2 separate regions of the Xenopus tropicalis genome follow, and region 1 is linked to region 2. The links are chromatin contacts, called in public Hi-C maps. All regions are on one chromosome and are shown on one strand. Each heading gives the region's core, a stretch centred on a gene start, on an enhancer-like site or on the middle of the called end of the contact. The rest is flanking DNA. Distances are from core to core; before and after follow the strand shown.

Region 1 (6,490 bases), core at 1,061-3,560, 160 kb before region 2:
CAGGTGACTTCTAACATACTTACTACAGGGGGTACATTATTTATTAAAATATCCAAGTTTCAGTAAGTCATGTGCGGTTTTGTTTCCAGGTGTTACTAGCATTTTGAAAGGAATGTTACAGCTATTCTTTTTACAGGTGTTATATACCCCTTGGCAGGAATATACACCCACTAGCAACCTGGTTTTATAATACAATGGTTTATCAAATATTGGTGTTGAATGAGAAACACTTGACAATGTGTGTGCATTCCGATATGTTCAAAAACATTTAAAATCAGCTTTCAATGCATATAACAGCACTAGTGTGATAAGAAGACTTCTCAGAAACCCTTCAGTATAACAAACAATACAAAAGTTGACACCAACATGACTTATTTTGATCCCCGAATAGGACAGATTACAAAAAAAAAAGTAAATGTTATTACCCCAACAGTCTTAGAAATGAATAGAAACAGGTAAATTGCTTATGTAAAAAACAAACAACTAGAACTTGCCTGTGTGTTGTATGCATCTGGGATGTGGCTACCATCTACTTCCTATGAAACTGCAAGTGCTGTATTAAGGATATACCTTGAATACGGTCCAAAATTACTGATGGGTACATATCCTTTTTATATTCATTTATCAGCCTGCCCAGTGCATGATTTGTTTAGATATGATTAAACATTAGAATATTAGAATGTAGAGCTTGCTGCCTGCTAATATGATCTACAGAATGGATGTGCCTGCATGTTAAAGGAACAGTAACACCAAAAAATGAAAGTGTATAAAAGTAACTAAAATATAATGTGCTGCTGCCCTGCACTGGTAAAAGTTGTGTGTTTACTTCAGAAAGTCTACTATAATTTATATAAATAAGCTGCTATGTAACCATGGAGGCAGCCATTCAAAGCAGAAAAGGCACAGGCACATAGCAGATAACAGATAAAACACTATTGTATTCTACAGAGCTTATCTGTTATCTGCTATGTAACCTGTGCCTTTTCTCCTTTTTTCCAGCTTGAATGGCTGCCCCCATGGCTACACAGCAGCTTATTATATAAATTATAGTAGTGTTACTGTAGCAAACACACCAATTTTACCAGTGCAGGGCAACAGTGCATTATATTTTTATTACTTTAAAGCTCTTTTATTTTTTGGTGTTACTGTTCCTTTAAAAACGTGAACGTTGTACCATTATCACAAATCACAAGATCATATGGCAAATTCTTTAATCCTGATTTTGTCTTAAAATCTTTATAAAATAGCATTCTACCTTATACAAGACAATATTTTACACAAATACACTTTGGCTTAATATCATGGGGCTATCTATATTCACACCAGCTCAGTTATGTCAGTAATTGAAAAATTTGAGGGTACTTCACTTGGGAAGGCTATGTACTGAAAGTGTAAAGTCGCGAATGGAATTCCTCAGTGTGAGCAGCGCTATCTCAGGAACAATCCCATCCCGTGATCCCCCGATTAGTACTTCCACTCCACCCACACTTGGCAAATAAGGATCAGCAGCTGCCAGCGCCCATGTCTCATACGGAGCGGCTCTGCCCTGCCACCCAGCCTTGTGTGGTGCACAGAGAAGATTAACATGTTTAGCGCTTAGTTTCTAAGCTAAACTTTTCCGTACTAAAAACCGAGTCAGAGTTTTGCAAGTTCGCCACATTTTATATGACAATAATATTGGCGAGGCCCCTCCATGCTAGGCAGTGGCACAGTACTTGCAGAGCTACAGGTACCGGCCACAGCGCTTACTGCGCACCGCCACTTTGGCCGGAGATGTGAGGGCGAGCATAAGCAGTTAGCCATCCCATGATAAGCAGTTAGCCATCCCACGATAAGCAGTTAGCCATCCCATGATTCCTTCTGGCAGTCCCGTGACTAGGGCAGCGGCAGCACAAGAGCGCATGTATGTCACCTGTCAGCCATCGGAGGAGTAGGCCCGCCTGCAAGCGGATCCCAGGACTCAGCCCTTCCCTATTCCCTGCTCACTGACGCGCAGCTTGCAAAATCCACAATAAAACCAAGTTGCTGCGACTACGGAGGCGTCTTGTAATATGGGAAATAACCCCAAGCACAATGTAAATATGGCCATACCTGCCTCATTTATATACCCACTGCCAACCGACCCTGCACTTCCCATATGTTCATACTTACCCATTCCAATAATTTGATAAAGCCCAGGGGCTCCTTTAGCGGGCCAAGGTTCAGCTGCCAGCCGACCATTTTCTGCAAGGAGACACAAACAGGATGAAGACGAACACGATAGGCCAAGACACGACTACAGCTATCAGCCCAGGCCACGCAATGTATCTCCGGCCTCCTCCGCTACCTGATTCAGCCGGCCGATTTCCTGAAACCGGTAGCCCCGCCCCGGGGAGGGCACACGCCTACTCTAATGAAACTCGCCCCTCCTCTAAACTAGTAGCTCTAGCTTTCCGGCCGCGGGCTAATGTTGCTTTACAACTTTCCCGCCCGGTATTTCAGTTTGTATAGCGGTCCCTTTGACTGACCACGCTATCTCTCGTAAGGTTTTCGATTCGTTTAACTAAAATTACCGAATACCTTTCTTCAGGCGATAACTTTCGCTCTGCTGCTCGCGTCACGCCTATATACTCAATACGCCTACTCTTCCCTCCAAATTCTGTTCAGACAGTGCTTTCCTCCGGTTTAGCGCTCGGTAACCACCTCAAGAGTCTGCTGCTGCCCGGTCCGAGGTGTCAATAGTGGGTGGGGCTTAACCACCTATTAGTTGGTTGTGGAGTGTTGCCAAGCATTGGATTAGACTGACAGGGTACAGACAATAAGTGTGTGTGCGCAAAAACGGAATTGTCTTGTAGGGTTCGACTACACATAGGACACAATTTAACAATTATAAGTGAGATGAGCATAAAAATCATGAAAAATGTTTCTGTAATATTGAAAATATAAAGTCTAGACAAACATTTTGACAATTCATAGATTTTTAAAAATTTACAAGGTTATGGTTTATTATTGAAGCAGCCTCCCATTCCCAAACTCCAGAATCTCTGGCTACCTGGTCTGCGTCAGTGATGCAGAAATGTGTGACTGACAGCAGAGTGAAAGCTCATTTGCTATGGAATGTCATGAAGCCTCACCCCTCAACAGCAAAATGTGCAGAGGAAAAATTTAGGAATGGAGCCAGACTGGGCTGGGTGCTGATGAAGCTGCATTTGTACATATAACACTAATGTCCGACGGAGTGATTTAGTCACCTGCAAAACCACTCCGAAATGCCTTTCCACCGGCAACAATAGGAGTCACTGGTGGAAAGGCCTATGCTTTGCAGACTTAGATCATTTGTCAGTCACCCCCCTACAATTTACACATCAAGATAGAAATCTTACTTTAATAGTCAAATACAGGTGTAACAAAAGAGTGTATAAGATACTTCTGCCATACTGGTGACAGTGACACATCAATTGAAGCAATATTACAGACCTCTGCAAAGGCAACTGTGTGTGTACAGGCACATAGATTCCTGTATGTTAGATTCAGAGACACCTCTATCTCTCTCTGTCAGAGCTCTCCTGTAGACTGACTAACCTGGCTTCTTAATTGGCCAGCTGAGTCTAATCAGGCCCACCTGGTCAGCATTTTCTCTGCTGCAGGGATTTGTGCCCAGCCCATGTGCCAAGGGGAGAGTCTGAACTGTGCCATATGGTGTATAGGCAAAACAAGGTAAACCCAGACCTGTCAACCTTGGGAGACTGTCTTCCAGGGGATTTTTGTGGTGTGTAGAGCACACCACTGATATTCTGTTTGCCATCATTGCGTATGCGCATGGAATGCTCACTATGCTTGCACAATGAGCATTCAAGGCTATCAGTAGACCAAGGGTGAGTGGGAATTTTCATGAGACCCCCGATTAAAGCCAGAGACTTTACAGCCCTGGAAACATTTGCACAAACACTAAAATTCAGTGGTGTAACTTCAGCGGAAGCAGACCTTGCAGTTGTGGGGGAGAAGCCTGGGGAACAGGGGGTCTGGACCATGGGGTCTGCTTCCTCTATTGCCACTGAAAGATTGTGCATCTGGTGTGTGCACTCACTTGCATGTGTGGGCTGGGTTAGGCTTCAGTGCACGCTTGGGCCCTTCCAAAGATATTTTGCAGAGGGGTAATGTTACACAGCTGTTTATATTTCTAATGGATTTTTGTTATTCCCTGACCTGGTCGATCTGCCATCTGAGTGATAGAAACAAAGTAAAAAAATAAGAAAAAATAATTTCTAGTGAATGATTATGGATTATAACACTGCCCAAAGCCAGTCCATTAATGTAGATCCTAATAGTAACACTTATTTTAGTGAGAGTTTAATTAAATTCCTTAGAAACTTTCATATGTTGGCACGTGACACACCTACGACTTCCATATTTATTGCTACCAAAAAACATGGAGACAGCTTTAGGATTAGGGACTACATTAATTGCAATACCTCTGCAGTTATCTATTTAATAACATGTCTAAAATGCCAAAAGCAGTATGTGGGATGCACAAATAGATCACTGAAGTAAAAGATCAGATAGAGAACATCTGGGTCAGGTAAAGAATCCCTAAGCAATGGAGAAAATCAATATAACAAGACATTTTGCACAATGCAATATGTGTGATACTAACTTCTTCTCAGTCCAGGGAATTAAGAAAGTGAGATTAGGAGTGAGAGGTGGGGATCTGTTAGGCCTTTTGGCTAGAAGGGAGTTGTTCTGGATTTTTTCATTTGCATAGACACTTACCTTTAGACCTTAATTATGAGTTTGACGTTACATGTTTTACTTGAGGTATAATGATTTCACTGTTTTTTTTTTACATATTATTTTTGATGTTATTTATTGGTTTATTTAATCTAATGAAGCCATTATGAGTATTGCAATATTTGTATAGATGTGTTTATCAGGTTATGAAAAGTTGTGAGCTCTCTTACTATTTAGTAATGTTAATTCTACTGTAGAGTACTCCAGTGTGCAGAACCCTGTAAATGTATTTGTATAACATTATTCATCAAACTGGGGAGTGATTGTTTTTCTAACAATGGGTGGAGAGACTGTGATGTTTAAAGAGTGTTCTGGAACATATGGGTACACAACTGCCTATGACTAAGTACGAGAAGGGTACAAAATGCGTAAGGTGGAACACTATGGGGTCTGTATGTTTTTAATATGGAAATTTGAATAAGACATATTTTTCAAGCAAAGATTATTCTTAGAGTTTGGGATACTTTATTGATATGGATTGTAGATATTCCTTTTAAGCTTGGAATAGTATTTGACTGGCCAGTGACAAGGAAATGCATTTAGTCTAAGTTAAATATTAAGGTAAGACCACCTGGGTATTTTGGGGCACAATTATATCCTTAGCTAAAGAAATAAAAGAGAAAAGCTGAAATATCTAACCATTTTAGGGACTGACAACCACAATGAATAGGTTAATTTCTGTAGAAATTCCTTGGACCTGAAAGCATTCTGTTATAAACCTTAGCAAACATTTGTTGCAAAATTTGTGGAAAGTTAATGGAAATACTATAATGACATCTGTTGCCCTGTCTTGATGTATGTTCATGAGTGCTTGGTGAATCAGCGATAGGAGAGGCACAAAGGCCTGACAGGATCTGTCAAGAAAAATAAAATTTGTTGTCTGTACATGCAACATGGTACAATATTCTCAAAACAAATTTGTTAGAATGGAATTATGATGTTGGGATGACTATATTTATTTCACTAAAGCTTAAGGAATTCCAAAATAGAGGTTTTTGGTGGCAGATTACATATAGTATACTCTATAGATACTATATGTCTCTGATGATCTAGCCTGTCCACTATTCCCTTTTGCATTCCTTGAATGCTTTTTGCTCTGAGCAATATCTTTCTATGAAGGGCCTGTCTATGAGAAACTGCCTCTTTGCACAGAAATGATACAGCTTTCCTGTTGCCCATCTGAAGTACTGGGGCTAGTTATGGGGAAAGTACAACTCAACTGCTAAGTTGGCAGTCATGAGTACTATTATATGGATGTGGTATTGTTCTGTATTGGAGACCAGAACCCTAAACTGAATGATGCATTGGTTGGGACTACTAGGTCCAGAAGTTGTTCTATGATGGAAGGTTTTGTTTGTTCTGTAGCTGCTTTTTAAAGTCTCATTCCTTCAGAAGAAAGTTTAGGAAAAATTTAAAATCTCTGCACTTGAGATGCCAAGTACCATGACATACCATCTGTAAAGAAATGTACTCCAGAAGGCGCTTAGTACCTTCATGTGGGGAGAGACACCTAAGGTCTTAATGACAAGTGTTCTCTATTTTATATATATATCTCCAGATCATTTATATCCTTCTTAAGGACTGTAGCTCAAAACTGCACTGTATACTCAAGGTGAGGCCTTACAATACAGTTGTACAGGTAATATCTGTAAAGAAAGGGGCAGACCCTTTTTACTGCTCTGAATACCAGGGATCTGATGTTATGTTTAACCAATGCATTGTC
Region 2 (6,787 bases), core at 3,434-5,933:
ACATAGAATAAATATTTTACATTTCTGCTTGCATGTTAAAATTGTATCTGTGTATATTCCAGTATAAAAAGAACATCTAATGAATTGCCTTCTTTAAAAGTTGTGTATAACTTTTGAGTGTGATAGCATACCTCTATCAAAAGAAACATCATTTGTCTCCTATTTTGTAAACATGTTCTTGGGGTATCTAACTTCCTCTCTCAGAAAAATTCTTTATTCCTGGGGCCAGAGTCTGCAGTTCCCTCCTCTTTCCCCTCTCCTGCTCCCCCTCCCATAAGAAATCATAAAACTCACTCCTCCCAATCTTAGAAATGTGTGATCTGAGCTATAATGGCTGAGCTGCAAGCAGGAAGCTATGAAGACCAAGCTAAAATGGCAGCTGCAATCTTAAACAAACAGAAAAAGCTTCTAGAGCTGTTTACTCCGGTATGGTAAAGCTTTCTGCAGAATAAATATAGCATTCTAGTGTTCTAAATGACTTTCCTTCTCCTTTAAGTACAAGTACATTTGTCCCACTTATCAGTGTGTCAGAAAATCCATAAAAAAAAGTAAAAAGTAAAAAGGCCACTGTAAAACAATTTATTCTACCTGTTAAATCACTCCTTCTGTCTCTCTGATCAGTTTCCTGAAGGGATAAGGGGTGGCCTATTTTGAACCCGACACACTGAGAACTACCTATATGCTTACATCATCAAGTCCAGGCTTTGCCCTTACTTTATTCCTATTGGACCAATTAATTTGTTGCTTGTGCACTATAACCAGTTGCATAAATTGAAAGGTCAATGGTTAATTTCTCCCTTGCAATTGCATAGGCAAACACCCAGAATGTCAGAATTCTAACATAGTTATGTTAGATTTGCAGCACACTGTAACGGGCATAGGACTGACAAGACAATAGGAGTTGTCTGCTGCCAGTTTGTTGCATGACATCATATAAGTAAAAAAAAAAAAAGCAACTATAGTGTTTACTTGGGTCACAGGGTCTGTGCAGAAGTTAAGACATACCTCCCAACTGTACCGATTTTCATGGGACAGTCCCAATTTTAACAGCTCAGATAAGTAGGCTTTTGGCAGAGACTTTTTTTAGCAAAACTGTAATAACACATAAAACAAGACCCCCAAAAATGTGTTCAAATTTTAAATCTGCCAAATTTTGTAAAATGGGAGTGGTATTTAGAGGGTATGGTTGCATAAACAGGCATGGTAAAAAGAAATTTCATCGCACTACACGCAGCTTTTGTCCCTCTTTACATTTACCAAATATTGGGAGGTATGTGAAGGATCAGTAGAGGGATGACTCCAAGGTAAATATCTTTTCAGTTGCAAATTTTTTGTTTAATATTTTTATGGCCAAGATTGTTCTATTAGATTTGGGAATGTTGTACACAGGTGAACAACCCCTTTAAGCTGCCATATGGATATTGGTCAGTTCATCAGTTGGACAGGTTCTGCCAGTGAACCATACGTCAGTCCATCCTACAATGAAAACAAGAAAGTGAAGAGGACATGCAGCTCTTCGCCTCTTGCAACTCCAGTTGTTCTAGCTCTCAGCCCAAATGGATCAGTAGAAAGACAATGTATATTTATCCTTGGACTAAATGGTTGATATTTTCTATTAAAAAGGTTAAAACATTACTACAAGTAGAAATAATGGACACGCTTATCATTTGGAAGGAAGTTTATTTAGATTCAATAAGTTACTAAAGGATCAACAAACCATTTTGCTCTGGCAACACATTAACTGGCCATTATTCTAGCAATAATATAACAGCTTTATGGCAATGCACACCTCCAAGTATAATCACAGAATTACAAAATACACAATTTTCAAAGTGATTCCTGGTATGCGGCTTAGTTATTTCTATACCACCAATGGATTTACTGTTACAGTGATAATAAGTCTACGCTTTGTATGAGAAATGTTTCTGAGAACGGATTCTCTTATATACAGTTTTGTAGTATGCGAGTTATTTCTGTACTGAGAGAACCATCATCTACCTTAGGCACTGTCGGAAGGAAACCATAGTTATTTTAGAAATAAAATTGTAAATTTAAAAAAAAAAAAAAAAAAAAAAAGTACACAAAATGTGGTAATTGGTCAGATTTTTACAAAGTGTAAAAATATACTATTAACCCTTAGGCTGCAATATAAGTTCAAAACAGACTAGTATGAAAAGTTGACCTAGCACCAGTATTTAGTCCATGTAGTCAGTCAATTACATTAACAGTTTTGTGCCAACACTGAAAGATTACATGTGAAATTGTAAAGGCACGTGCATTAGACAGCAGAGGCCTATTTCATAATGCTACAGAATCCTTCAGCAGTACCTCATTCATTCAGAAGAGCACTGGTCACATTTTAGGTCTTTACTGTTAATAAATATCCTTCCTGGAGTACAATATTTACAAAGTTTCACAAAACTGTGCACTGACAACAAGATATCTGCATATCCTCAAATAAGCCAGCTAAATATAAAGACTATACCCAGTTCCACTGAAGAAATGACTCAGTCCTGTTTATAGCACATGAGCAAAATGCTAAAATTCTAATAGGTTGTTCAGTAAGGCTTGATACAAACACTGTGCCACATGTATTTACAGGAAAAAAAATAGTGCTTACCAAATCATAAAGAATAATAAACAGTTATGTTGGACTTGCTTTGCCCTTGCAATTTCAAGTTAAAAGAAAAAAAATAATAATTTGCATAAGCTTGCATTTAGTTTGTCACAGTTCTTTAAGATCATAACACTTGGCAACTAGCACAAATTAAAGTGTAATGATAAAGAGTACAAAACAGAAAAGTAACTAGTCTTTGGATTGGGACTTCTGCGGAGTTAAAAAAACGGTTGAGGTAGTTGTTGCCTATATGACAATAGCCACAATATCATTGGGACATCCTCCCCACTAGAAGTCTTTGCATAAACATACAGTTTGATAACTGGCACTGAAACATGGTAGATCAGAGCCTCCAGGCAAAGGGGAGAGACAAAATAAAACTGTACCATGTCAAAAGCCCATTCAGTTACAGGCTTAACTGGTAAAGTGAAGGTTAACTACACACCTCCGATTCAGACTCAGTCAAAAGGGAAGTCTGATATTGCATTGTTATTTCTATACAGATTCATAAATAAGCATGTTCTAGAGATTTCAGGCTGATCTTTAAAATGTCATGATTCACATCATTACAGCAGTCAGATCTTAGACTAGTAGAGGAATAACGTCATTACAAAGATTCTGTAGTACCTACTCCAAGTTAGGTCATACCAAACTGAGGAGCATTTAGGCAATATAATTCCAAGTGTCTCTTACAGGGATCCCTTCCATCAAAAATGGTGCCAGGACAGAGGCAACCCTAATCCACTAGCCATCTATGCTAGGGAGGAGAATATCTAACTTAAAGAACTCCACCAGGCCATGAGCTTCAGCTCCTAGAATAGCCAAATGCCCTATGGATACAGCATAATTCAGTGACTGGAGGGTTGCAGATTGGATATTAATTGCATAAGCCCCTTTAGTGCAGCAAAACTGCTTCTTTGAGGGTCACTCTCCACCCTTCTCCCCCAGTGAGGCAGTTTGAGGCTGCACCAAGCCAACAACTGGGAAAAAACTAGAGCCATCTTCTCCTTGGGACAGGACAGCATTTCCTTTAGAGCACAAGTGAGCATACAGATCCATAACTCTTACTATTCCTTAAGATGAAAGTAGTAATCTTTGTAGTAAAGTGCAGTGGGAATAAAGAATCAAGGGGACATGTAAACAGGCTGACTTGACGCTGGGGCGAGCCCCTTCATTAGACTGAGTGCCCCCAAGTCTCCAGGGCGAGCAGCCCAGCAGTAAAAGTGCACAAGGAGCAAAAGCTCGGTCGCCTTTTCAAGAGGAGTAAAGGATGGGGAAGCGTTTGATCCGCACCACAGGCTGCAGGTTAACCTGTAATATCTCCTGGGCACGCCTGCACGCATCGGCCACTTTAGCTTTACACGACACATCCCTGACCCGTATGCTGGGGAACATGGCAATTTTAGGAGTGGCCGCCTTCCAAATCTCCTCAATGGATCTGTCCAGGTGAGGGAGCCCCGGGACGTCCGATGGGGTCGGGCTGCTACAGCCGCTACTGCCACTGCCCGTCTCCTCGCTGCCCCCTGCGCTGTCAGCCCTGTCCCGCCGCCGGCGCTTCTTACAAGTAAGCCGCATGCCTCTCCGCTTTCTCTTGACAGGCGGCTTTCTCGGCGGAGGCACTACCGCTGCTTGCGGCTTCTCTTTTACATTTCTACTGGAGAAATAGCTGGGATCTGGGACCACAGAGCGACAGGAGGAGTAGCCATACACGTCCTTGCTGCGCAGGATGACCGGCGAGAAGTCCCGCTTGAGGCTGCAGAGGAAGTTCCACAGCTCAGTGTCCGAGCTCATGAATTGCTTGGATTCCGGCACGAACATCTCCAGCGCGTCCTCCAGCGGCTTAGTGCCGGCAAACAGCAGGAGCTGCGACCTGGAGTATACAACTTTTTCTTCTTCCATCGTACGCCGCCACTACCTCACTTATTTCTATTGTGTCTATCGGCGGCCAAATAGTTAAACGACTAAAAAGTTAACCGCTGATTTAGCTCATCTGGAGCGCCGCCGCCCCCCTTCTGGCCGCCTGATTTAAAGCAGGGTGCTCCAATACGATGCTGAAAACAAAATGGCTTCTTCAAACAGTCTCTACCGTTGGCTATATAGCAGCTTCTTTGAAATACGACATCCTCAAGTCCCGCCTACTTTTAGGGATCTGGCGCACCGAGTGGATAATAGCGGTCTGCCCGCTGCGTTATTGGACAGCTGTGACTCAATGGGCGGAGCAGTCGAACGTCAGGGGGTGCCTAAAGTGGAGCGATATATGGCGAAACCAACCTGGTCAGCCAATGGCGGCCATATTGTTTCGACACCAAGAGTTACTTTGTTTAATGAATGTGTTAAGAAGTTATTTTTGTTCTTAAAAACACGTTTGCACGTCTTATATGATACTTTGTAAGCTTTTACTTTGCTATTCTCTAGAGCATGATACATATAATAGATGTCAAGAAAGAAGCCAACGTGATTATATTTGATTTCAAAGTTGCATGTACTTTAAAACGAGTGGTCTACTGTTTTGAACCTGTTTGAAAACATTTATTTAACACTTACATCTTTTAATTACTAAAATAAGATTCATGATATGGGTAGGTAATTTTGCTCTTCTAGTCATAATATGGACAGAAGAATATGAAACTTGGGTAATTATACTAGTAATGCCCAAACTCCAGCATTCAGTTTGGGGTTTGATGGATCAAAGCACTTCTTGCGGAAGTCTGATACAGGTAAGTTTTCAACAGAACCAAATCAAAACCAATAAATTCTTGTGACTTTAACATGCCTTACATAATTACAAATCCCAAAGAGGGGAATGATTAACTAGTGCATCAACATTTTAGCCATGCTGACTTTGAAGCCACACCCCCAAAATGCCACACCCAGTTACAAAACACACCCCTTTTTACATGGGGGGAACAATAGGCATACTATGGTTCCTGCATTTCATTACACCCTGTGGCCCTCATGAATTTCAAGACAGAGTGGTGGCCCTAAGGATCTTATGACAGACACAGTGGTGACCAAATGGTGATGGTCAAATATTGGTGGTGGTGGCAGCAAGTATCGCCAGCAACCGCCATGAAAAAACAATGTGGTTTTTTTTTTATTCTCTTGCAAATAGATGAGAGAATTTTTTTTTTTTCCAGGGCTCAAAAGGGGTAAGAGGTTGAACAATTCAAAGGGAGAGAGACACAACAGGGCATGGCTTATTTAAATATATGTGGTATGAGGAATGATAAAGTTAGCTGAATGGCTTTGTTTATACCATGAAGGGTGCCAAATGTAATAATGGTCTTACCCCCTTATGTAATAAAAGGCACTAAGTTTGGCCAGGTGCAGTAACCCATAGCAACCAATAAATTGTTTGCTTGTGGGTGACTAGTAAATGTTTCCCGCTGTTTGGTTGCTATGGGCTATTGCACCTGGGCAAATGTGTGTTCTTTATCACATAACCCCATTAGTGTGGAAATAAAAAATGTTTTCTTGATGCTAGTATAATGATCGTGATTGGTAGGTAGAGAAGAGGGAAGACCTGATATGGGCAACCAAATACAGGCTCACCCCTTGAACAGGTTGAACATTTCTAGAAAGGGCACTGTCATTAACATTCACAGACCCCAATCTATATGTTTCAACATTATTTTAATCTTGTTTTGTGATTATCAAACATTGGATCTGATGTTTTATATCTTCCACCAAAATTCATCACTGTCCCTTATAAATATTAAACTATTTGTGTAATGGGGACATAAATGGAAATTTATAAGGCCAAGCAGAGTTGAACTAGATGAGTTTTGGAAGCTTACATATTTCAGAGAGTTGCACTGGGAACATTTCTGGAGGTTCTAGTAGCTTGTTTGCCATCTATCACTTTGGCATCTGGAAATCCTGCCACTACTGCTGCTTCTGTGCTTGCTGACTCTTCTGACAAGGAACCTCCAAATTCCCCCTCCCCAATGCTACAGGGACAATCCTCAGTCTTGTAGGTGCTGATTCATCAATCACATTTGATTTGGACAAAAGCCAACATGTCTTGTGGGCCACATCATTTCAGTGCTGGAAGGCAAAAGAATGACCCCCTTGTTAACAATATCCATATTCTTCTCCAGACTTTTAACAAATGCACCTGATGTGGTGGCAGCCTGCAGTTTGTATCTGCAGTACCAGCAAGTATGCATT

What was found. A called contact is a pair of places that touch in the nucleus more often than the background predicts.
Region 1: a contact with region 2 is called in a Hi-C map of brain, with 4 times the contacts expected there. The contact joins the promoter of sypl1 here to the promoter of ccdc71l in region 2. A contact is called at or near these places in 2 of 5 Hi-C or Micro-C datasets (brain and neurula embryo).

The regions. Positions count from the first base shown.
Region 1 is chr3:76,902,447-76,908,936 of UCB_Xtro_10.0, reverse strand. It overlaps sypl1 (synaptophysin-like 1), which reads right to left and starts at 2,310. Exons shown (of 5, transcript NM_203750.1): 1 at 2,152-2,310. The coding sequence starts at 2,220.
Region 2 is chr3:76,745,798-76,752,584 of UCB_Xtro_10.0, reverse strand. It overlaps ccdc71l (coiled-coil domain containing 71 like), which reads right to left and starts at 4,683. Exons shown (of 1, transcript NM_001254942.1): 1 at 1,661-4,683. The coding sequence starts at 4,516. The coding sequence ends at 3,872.